2 separate regions of the Mus musculus genome follow, and region 1 is linked to region 2. Evidence: chromatin contacts called from public HiChIP or PLAC-seq data. All regions are on one chromosome and are shown on one strand. The core of a region is the stretch at or near the end of the contact, and the rest is flanking DNA. Distances in the headings are between cores, read along the strand shown.

Region 1 (5,053 bases), core at 421-2,920, 150 kb after region 2:
AGTGTTCCAACAACACCGAGTCTGTGATGAGAAGAAGGTCTCCTCTGACTGGGATAGATGGATGAGTAAACAGAGAGAACTTAAGCCAGAGGTAGCTTCTGAGACAATTCTTAAGGAATGCCTAGAATTTAATAAGCTGGGTGGGGCCGTTTCAGAGGATGAAATCCATTCATAAACCCTAGAGATGACTTGCTCTAAATGATTTAAGTAACACCCAGACAGACATTTGCCTGAGGACATGTGGCTAGTTCACGGCTGTAAGGACTTCCTTGGTAGTTGACAGAGCAATGGCTGTCTATGGCTACAGCATTCCTTCTAGTTACATGATGGGACAAGATTTGAATTGCTTGACCTTCCAGCAACAGCCAACAAGGCTAAGCTTGTTCAAAAAAATACCTCTTGATTCTTCACTCTCAGAAGCCCAGGATGCAGTCGTTCATCCTCCATCTGCCTCCAGCCTGGAATCCAGGCTCTGCACCAGCCCCACTCAATCTCCACCCTCCTTTCCTGGGCCGTCCAGAACTGTCAGTTTGCCTTCACCTTTTCTAAGTGATTCCATCATCTTCTTTCCTCCACTGAAACTTTGGGTGCAAAGCTTAACTCTCTGCTCTTTGTGGGATTGATCTCCAGGTGATCTCACCTGGCTCTCAGGTGTCCAGCCCTGTGATAACAAAGTTCTCGACTGAGCCTCTTGATGCTTTAAATCACAATCAAGGGGGAGTCACAGCATAAGCAGTGCTGCACCGGTTCAAAGCAATCCCCTCTGTAGCTGTGCGTCCTGAGGTCATACCCCAAGGCTCACTCATATTCCCCTCCGCCCTCCACAGAGCTTTATGCCCGGGAGAAGGAGCCATAGACTCATCCAAGAGTCATCCTCACATCCCATTTTGAGGCTCTTGAAGACTCCCCCTGAGGTGCCCACTTCCTGCCACAGAATGAATGGCCTTTTTCCACAGCCGCCTCTCCTTTGCACAGCGCTCCTAACTCTGTGTGTCAGACCCTCGCTTACCCGGCAAGTTTCATCTTACATTACTGTGTATATATCTTTTCTGTGAGCTACTTTTTCTCCTCACCCCCAGCCCAGTTCATACACAGCCTCATAACAAACTCACAGAGCACTGTAATATGAAAACAGTTTATTTTTTGGAACAGACAAAACAGAAAAAATTTGGTTTGACCATAATAAATACTTTATAGCTGTGCATATAAATAGCACCAAATGTCATTATTGCTTTTCTCTTGTTTTCAATCTATTATGATGTCGCATTCCAAGCAAAAGGTTATTTTTATAGGATGGGAAAGGTGAGGATTTGAAATACCACATATTTCCCAAAGACGCTGCTGTTCATTGGCTATTGTTTTTAACCTTGAACACGAAATTCAAACTTCTAAGGAGACAAAATTATATAACTCTAAACAAAACAAATAACTCAAAGGATTCTACCATGATTGGTTTTTTGGTATTGGGGTTTTTTTGTTTTGCTTTTTGTTTGGGGGGTTGTTTTTGTTTTTGTTTTTGCATTGATTCCCAACCCCCAGTAATGTATTTCTTTCTCTAGCTATTCCTAAGTAGGTTAGAGCTGCCATGATGTCCTGTACCTACAACTGTAGATTGTAGCTTCTGTGGATGGAAAGGCTCAGAAAGAAGAAGTTAGGCTAAAACTAACAGGCCAGCCTAGGCAACACAGCAATCAGTTCCTTAAAAAGAGGGGGGAGGGATATATATTTTTAAGTTGGATTCTAACTTCTCAGATAGGTTGAGAGACAGCTGAAGTAATATAAGAAGAAAAATCCTATCTCATGTTGTCAATGAATGGCTCTCTGCTAACCAGTGCACCTGGTACAAGGTTCTTCTTTTTTGGGTTATGAATTATTTATTTATGACCTTTAGTAAGTCCCAGACATTGCCTCATTACTGTCTCATGCAAGAACTATGCCATGCAAGGAATTCTATTGCAATCTGTTTCCCCCATTAGGGTGGTATGTGTGTTAAGGGCTAGAGTGGTGTAATTAAATGATCTGTTCAAGTCAGTGCTTTAAAACAGTAAGTCTGTGGTTCGTAGATGTTGGTTTCTATTTGCTAATTCTGAGACACCAGGAGAAAGAAGTATTAGGCAGTCAGATTCCTGAGTCTTACTGGCCATCATGAGGCTAGACATACACAAGAGATCACCAAAACAGTTGTGGTCCAAAGTTGGATGCCTTAAAAATTCAAGGGAGGTGAACATTTGTTATCTGATATTATACTAGCTAGTTACTTCATTTTTGCTGTTAAGATATATTCTTGAGCCAGTTAGCCAGTGAACTGTTATAGAGGCAAGAATGGTCCTGAAGGCAGACTTCTATTTCCAGCTCAATTCCACATCACACGTTATTTAGTATTAGAAAAAAAGAATTATTCTTCTGAGAATCAGGGTACTAATTTGTCACCTAACAGACCTTTGATTTAATGATGCATGTACATGCATAGACCTTGGTCTCCTTCTTTGTTTTTCTGGTGTTTGGTTGTTTGGTATGGCTTGGTTTGGCTGAGCTTTGCTTTGGTTTGAGGTATTTTGAGACCTTGTCTGAGCTGGAACTCATCATTTCCTGTCTCAAACATCTGAGTGCTGGGATGGCGGGCATGCACAACCAAGCTCAGAACACAGCCTTGCTTCTAAGGAATATCTGTTCTTCCTCTCTGAACAACCTTTGCTGACAATCACTGGTAGATCCCACCTAAACACAAAGGATAACTGAGTTACTTGGGTCCACCTGTTCTCAACCTATGGGTTGAGACTCCTTTGGGGGTTGAATAAAGTGGAAATTTCTGGTTTCTTTAGAGACTTGGGTTATAATGATGTTCTGCTGGGGCAGTCAGGTGAAAGGACGTTTTGCTATAGCAAACATGTGAAAGGGCACATGATGTTTAGAAAGAATATAAGTATGACCCCACAGACAGTTCGCTTTGTACCTCCTCGATAGCCTTTGCTGATGACACACATGTATTGACTTGCCTCACATTGTGCTGCTGAGCTTCGCTTGTGGTGACTTCAATCATGCCCACCTCTTAATATTTCCAATCTTCTTCCTCAACCAAATACTGACCACTCCCATCTCACTCCTGCATTGAAACTTTAGAGGAACTATTACCGCATCCTTCACACATACAGGAGGGCACATTCCCTCAGGCCATCTATACCTGGTATATATATATATACCTTTTTACATGAAGGGACCAGAAGATCTGGCTATGCCATAGTATCAGACACAGAGGTGGTGGAGGCACAGGCGCTTCCTGCCCATACCACCAGTCAACAAGCTGAACTAATAGCCCTTACCTGTGCCTTTTAACTGGCACAAGGAAAATCCCTCAACATCTACACAGATTCCAAATATGCTTTCCATATCTTCCTGTCCCAGGCTGCTATCTGGAAGGAGCACAGGTTACTTACCACAAAAGAAGGATAACTAATGCAAACTAAATTATGGCCATGTTAAAGGCCTCCCATCTCCCTACAGCTATTGGGATTGTCCACTGCAGAGACGGATGACTCCTATTGTCTCCAAGGGAAACAACCGAGCCAATGAGGCAGCTAGAGCTGTGGCCCTTAGAGGCCTAGACTTGTCTCATCCTCCCCAGGACATTCTCACTACAACCTACATCTCCACCTTCATCCCCTGACACCCACCAAACTCTGTCCTATCTTTGCCAACTCTTTCAGCCAAACATTGTCTTATTTTGTTAAGACCCACCTACAGCCTACTCCTGAGAACTTATGCTTCTTAAAACCTATCACTGCTTCTTGCAAAATCTGTCAGATGTCTGACTCCAACTCAAGGTATCATAGCACCCCCTCTTCCTACCCATCAGGCTAGAGGTTCCCTTCCTGGAACTGACTGTCAACTTGACTTTACCCACATACCCACTGTCAGATGTGCCAAGTACTTCCTGGTCTTTGTGGACCCCTTCTTGGGGTGGGTAGAGGCATTTCCCACAACTAACAAAAGGGCTCAAACAGTCTCTGGTCTCCTCCTCCAAGAGATCATCCCCCGGTTTGGTGTCCCAGCCTCTCTCCAATCAGACAATGGTCCCGAATTTACTTCTCAAGTTTCTCAAATCCTATATAAGGCCCTAGACATCCCTGGCATTTTCACATTCCCTACCACCCTCAACCTTCAGGTAAGGTAGAAAGAACTAACCAATCTTTTAAAAAACACTCTTGTTAAGCTGTCACAAGAACTTCACCTTGATTGGGTAAAACTCCTACCTCTGGCTCTTTTCAGGCTATGAGCTCTCCCCAAGCGACCTCTCCTCATCTAGCCCTTTGAATTCATGTATGGGCGTCCAGTCCTAACTCTTGGTCTTTCACCTAAGTGCTCTCCCCTCCCAAGCCATCACTCACCCCATTACTTTGCCACCTCAGTTCTCTATGTAACTTTACTGACCACCATCTACCTCAGCCACACACTGTCTCCTGTCCACTGCCTGTCAATGTTGGAGACTAGGTCCTTCTATTCCCTCCAGATCATCGGCCCTCACCTCTCTCTCCCAAATGGCAGGGCCTTTTTAAGGTAATCCTCATGACCCCTACAGCTGCTAAACTCGAGGGATTCTCTCATTGGGTCCATCTGTCTCTCCTCAAATCTTTCATTCCTCTACCTAAAAATGACTCTTCTTCATACACATCGACTTTACCAGGACTGTGCTCTGTTAAGTTCTAGAAGATGTTGAGACCACCATCTTGTCCCCAATCCCAAAATATGAGACTCTACTCCAGCAGCCGAGCTCAACCTCACTGGATTAGACATGGGTTTTTCATCCTCCCCCTGCTGTTCCTTTCCATCCAGGGCAGCCCTTACATCTGGAGATTCAAAGTCCAAGAAACCTCCACAGATAACAGTCTTTTCAAATAGGGTCAGTAAACTGCTTCATAGCTAGATGTCAGGAACCGATCCAAATTGCTATCATCCCTGTATCTGTTACCCCATCTAAACATTATGGTCTCTATACTTGCTTTCTTTGACCAGACAAAAGATTATTGTAGAAAATGGCCAGATAAATATGGAGGTT
Region 2 (4,564 bases), core at 333-2,832:
GGATGTGAAACCTGGGTTGGCACGCTGGCGACGCACGGCTAGTCTCTACCAACAGTGGCCGCTAGAGGGAGACTAAGAGCTTGCTCCTTCCTCGTTTCACCTGTTCTTGTTTGCCTTGGCAATGGTCCTCCATCCTGCGATGAGCGATTGGTTTCAGCCTCCTGCTTTATTTCCAGAATTCTTTGAATGTATTTGAATGTGGTCTGTCGTAAATACAGATGCTAGCTAGCATTGCTGGGAAAGTTTCCCAGCACCCCAGAGCCCCTCAGACACAACCCCTGCTGGCTAGTGTCAATCTCCCACCCCAACGCCCAGGATCCTAAAACTAAGGGTATGTGAAGGGAGAGGGAGGCATTGGACACAAAGCTCCGGATTCTGGTGTTAAGAGGCAGCAGCTTTTGATAACTCTCCTTTTTTTTTACCTCCGCACCTCTGTCTTCCGCTTTCCATCTCTCCGGGGACTCACCTAGCAGCTCCTAAATCCTCGCAGTCAAATAAATAAATAAATGTCTTAAGGCAGCTTCTTCTTTCCGGGGTGGATCTTTGTGATTCATCACTGACCCCAAAACGACCTTATTTTGGTGCCTAAAACATATCCTCTAAATGACTAGTGTGCATGGGATACAGGCTCAAGGCAACAGGAGAATGGCCCACGGAAGCCTGGCTCTTCGGAGCTCTGTGCTCACCAGAGCTGTGTTCCAGCTGCATTTACTTCATCTTTCCAATATAGTCCTGGTACTATACCCCCGTGCTTCTTGCCAGCTCGGAGTCCACCCACATGTTCCTCTTGCCTGGAGCTCTCCTCCAGAGGCAACTGGTTCAGGCCTACTCCTTTTTCAAATCTAAACTCACTTATTGCTTCTTAGGAGGAACTTTGCCCAAACTTTCAGGGTGAGACCCAACGTTTTCATAGCACCTTGCAGCTCTTCTAAAAATAGGGTTTAAATAAATAATGGACGGCTTCACTGTTCCGGAACGTAAATTGGGTGGCACCTAAGGTACCGACCATGGTGGCAAGTGACTGGAAAGAGCTGAGCAACCCTGGAGCCAAGATTCTGGGCCTTAGGACTGCGCGGCTCCACTTTGCACAAAGAGGAAAAGAACAAAGCCGGCAGTCTAATGGGAAAGACAAAACTTAGATAGGCAGAGCAGACGGCATTCGGAGAACTCCAGCAGACCTTGTGTGTTATCAGAGCACAGAAAAGGACAACTCCCCAAGGCAAGGACGATAAGAAACCTGCTGGGTAGTTAAGACTCAGAAAGGACCTAAAGGCACTAAAAAGGGCTGGGGGTGGGGGTGTTTAAGACACTATAAACACACAATAAATAAATGATCTACGATCCTTTCTCCACATGTTATTTTAAAAAAGGTGTGTGTGGGGGAAGCAAACAACATCAACAACAAAAAATATTTACATTATGAGTTTTTTTTTAATTGAGATATTAAAGACTTTCTTCCCAGCCACCAAGTAAACACAGTTACCAATTTCTTATGAAGCCCTTGAGGGACAATCTCCAAAAGGGCCAGAGCACAGAGGCATGCCAAGGTCCAGTGTTCCAAGTGGCAGGCCACTGCAGGAGGGTGCCAGGACACATCACAGCCAGTGGCCGCTGTGGGCAAACAGGGACAACGTTGTCAATCCAGACGAGCATTTGTCCTGCAAAGGCAGGCAGCGAACCTGCAACCTGAAGCTGACACAGAGCTTGAGACTCTGGACCCTGTAGATGAAGACCAGAAGCAGAAGAAGGAAAGAATCGGGTTCACTGGCAAAACTATTCAGAAGCAGGGGCTAAGAAATCGCTGGTGGAAATGTGTCCGGAAGTTGAGCCGTTATTGTTAGCAAAGCGGAAAAGGAGAGTCTGGAGGACAGGCTCATAAAAAACCAGGGACTTTTAGAAAAGAACAGGAAGACAGCTGGAGGCAGTCTGAGCCTTAGAAACAGAGCATTAGAAACAACAGCACCAACAAGGTCCTTTTAGGTCTGAACTAAGATGCAAATCAATCAAATTCTCCTGCCGAGTCTGGCACTTGGAGAATATCTATCCTCTCTGCAAACGATCTGAGCTGTTCTTTGGGATTGAAAATATTTTTACCTGGTTGGGCATGGCTGTTTTTTTGTTTTTTATTATTTCCTATCAAGCCTTGCTATTTTATTTAAAATAATTTCAGTCTACTAATGTATAACATAAATGGTCGAATGAAGTCTATGAGTATCTGTATATCGCTTTTGCAAAAGTGAAATTCTATAGTCTGTGCTGAGATTTGCTTGTTTCCTTGGTCTTTCTTGTAACAATGCTGGTCTTGAACCTGGGACCCTACACATGTAAGACATGAAGTCTGCCATTGGCTGTGTCCATGGCCCTAATATGCCGTTTCATTTTTAAAGATTTATTTTATTTTTAATTTAAAGGTACCCTGTCCTAGTTAGTTTGAACATAGAATTCATTGTTATCAGCCATCATTATCCTACACCACGTAGGATAAGTTCTGCATATGTGCAGAGGTTAGAAGATTGTGTCAGATTCCTAGAGCTGGACATAAAGGCTGTTGTGAGCCAAGGGGGATGGGTGACCAGAACTCAAGTCCTCTGTAAGAGCAGTATGCCCTTACAACTGCTGATCCAGCTCTCCAGTCCCCAACACCAACTTGTTTCCATTGAGTACCATGTTTGAACTACTCTGACAGCAATTCATTTCATCATTAGCCATCAATTTTCAAAACTGAAGAAAGAGAAGTCTAGAGGACCGACTGAAACCATCCATTGACGATCCAGAGGAAAGAAATCACTTAGCAAAAGCACTCACTAAGCATCCAGCTTCATGTAAGGAAGCAATGTGGGCCACGACTGCCAGGAACTGACTCTGAGATACATACAGTGACTCCTCGGAACCATCACTTTAGAAAAGGCTTATTCCTAAAACTGTTTTAGCACGGCTCGCTCTCTGAAGAGCAGTTTTGAATACATCATTTGCTATTTCAGAACAATCCAACAAATTACCCAAATCAGCTATTTTCAAATATGTTTTGATTCTCAGTTGGCACGCAGTAATTGAGCATACTTAACGGGCTGCCGTGTGGCACTGCATAGATGTGTATAGTGTGTAGGGATCAGGTCAGGGTAATTGACCCTGCTCTCAGACATTTATCATTGCTTTCTGTTAGGAATATTGAAATTCCTTCTGCACTAGCTATCTGTAATATGAAATCAGTTATTACCAGCCATCCTCCTCCTACTGAGGTGCTGAATATTAGAGGCCATTGGTCCTATCCACCTGTACCCTTCTACCACAAACAACCCTCCCTCTGTCTTCCCCTGCTTCCACCCCTTCCCAAGTTCCAGTGACCACCTTTCTACTCCCTACATCTCTGTGATCAGAGACAGGGTTAAGCTGAAGGACATTATACTAATGAAATAAGTCAGGTGCAGGAGGGCAAATTCCATTTCGTTCTTACACACACATGGAAGCCAAAGGGACTGCTTTGGGTTGATGATTAAGGTTGATAAGCATCTCTCTACCATATCATTCCTATTTACATTTTTAAAAATTCCCTCATTTCTTCTACTCTCAATTCACAACAAACTTTACTAAATAAAGATTCAGGCTCTGCTCCCTCTACTTCTGCACTGAAACTCTGATTTCCCAACGTACTCCCGTCTGTCTGGATTCCAACTTTCATTCTCCCTTGAGAAAGATCCCGTCCTCATCTTTCTAAGCCCCCCCGAGAAGTTTCACACTAACCACCTCTTTCTCCTCAACATGTTCTCTTGTCTTGGCTTTCATGACTCCGCCTTCTGCTTTTCCTTCAGAATCACTGGCTGCTCTTTCTTAGGTTCTTTTGCCAAACTCTTCTGCCACTTTTAAAGTTAAATGTCCAGGAAAAAAAATACCATCTGTTCTCTCTCTCTGAACTTCTGCCTTAGTTATCTCTGTGCAACCCAATGGCTTTAAAGGACACCCATATGCTAATGATGGTGAGGGCTGTGTTTCCAGTGTGAACCCACCCATTCCCAAGTTCCAGGCTTTGTATTTTGGCAACTCTATTCAAATGTGTAGTAGAACCTCAAACTTAACAGGTCTGTAATACTCCTACCCCACACCCTTTTCAACAATAACAAAATCCTTTAAATTTTTCAGTTTTTATTACATCGCTCACTTAGATCACCGTGGGATACCCACATACACTCTTTCCACCACTCTTTTAGATTCAATCTCTCCACCTCTCAAGAACATATTGATTTCCTAATTGCAGTAGGTGTTTCCCCCCTCATTCTTGTGACAAAATACATAACAAGAAAAGATTTCAGGGAGGGAGTGTTTTGGTACAGTGTGAAGAGTCACAGTCCATCACTATGGGGAATGCATGGCGGCAGGAAGACTGGCTATTTACACTGTATGACCAGTGTGGGAGCAGGGGACAGGGACCAACAGTGGTTGCCATGAGACTGTAAACCCTCAAAGCCCACCACTTCCCTCAGCAAGGTTCTACCCAAAAGTTCCAGAGTCTCCACAAATAGCGACACCAGCTAGGGACCAAGTGTTCCAATACATGAGCCTGTGAGGA

What was found. HiChIP or PLAC-seq counts read pairs in DNA pulled down with a chosen protein or histone mark.
Region 1: an H3K4me3 HiChIP or PLAC-seq map of microglia shows a contact between it and region 2, with 4 times the contacts expected there. The contact joins two enhancer-like sites. A contact is called at or near these places in 1 of 15 datasets of contacts at CTCF or cohesin (the G1E-ER4 cell line), 4 of 484 Hi-C or Micro-C datasets (bone marrow-derived macrophages, myocytes, uterus and 1 more), 15 of 115 datasets of contacts at active chromatin or transcription factors (astrocytes, bone marrow-derived macrophages, differentiating embryonic stem cells and 8 more) and 1 of 9 other capture datasets (embryonic stem cells).

The regions. Positions count from the first base shown.
Region 1 is chr1:151,226,826-151,231,878 of GRCm38.p6, forward strand. No RefSeq gene overlaps it. Among named protein-coding and RNA genes, the nearest start is that of Gm46162, 22 kb to the right of the region's middle. Within about 2 kb of position 1,671, at least 25 of the 459 cell types and tissues checked have an H3K27ac peak or open chromatin away from gene starts, as enhancers often do. A contact at or near this core is called in bone marrow-derived macrophages and microglia, where this site is marked.
Region 2 is chr1:151,079,034-151,083,597 of GRCm38.p6, forward strand. All of the region lies in intron 1 of Gm36139 (a long non-coding RNA gene), which reads right to left. It overlaps Gm36077 (a long non-coding RNA gene), which reads right to left. Exons shown (of 2, transcript XR_387461.2): 1 at 3,742-4,564; 2 at 1,412-1,719. Among named protein-coding and RNA genes, the nearest start is that of Gm36077, 2.6 kb to the right of the region's middle. Within about 2 kb of position 1,583, at least 60 of the 459 cell types and tissues checked have an H3K27ac peak or open chromatin away from gene starts, as enhancers often do. A contact at or near this core is called in bone marrow-derived macrophages and microglia, where this site is marked.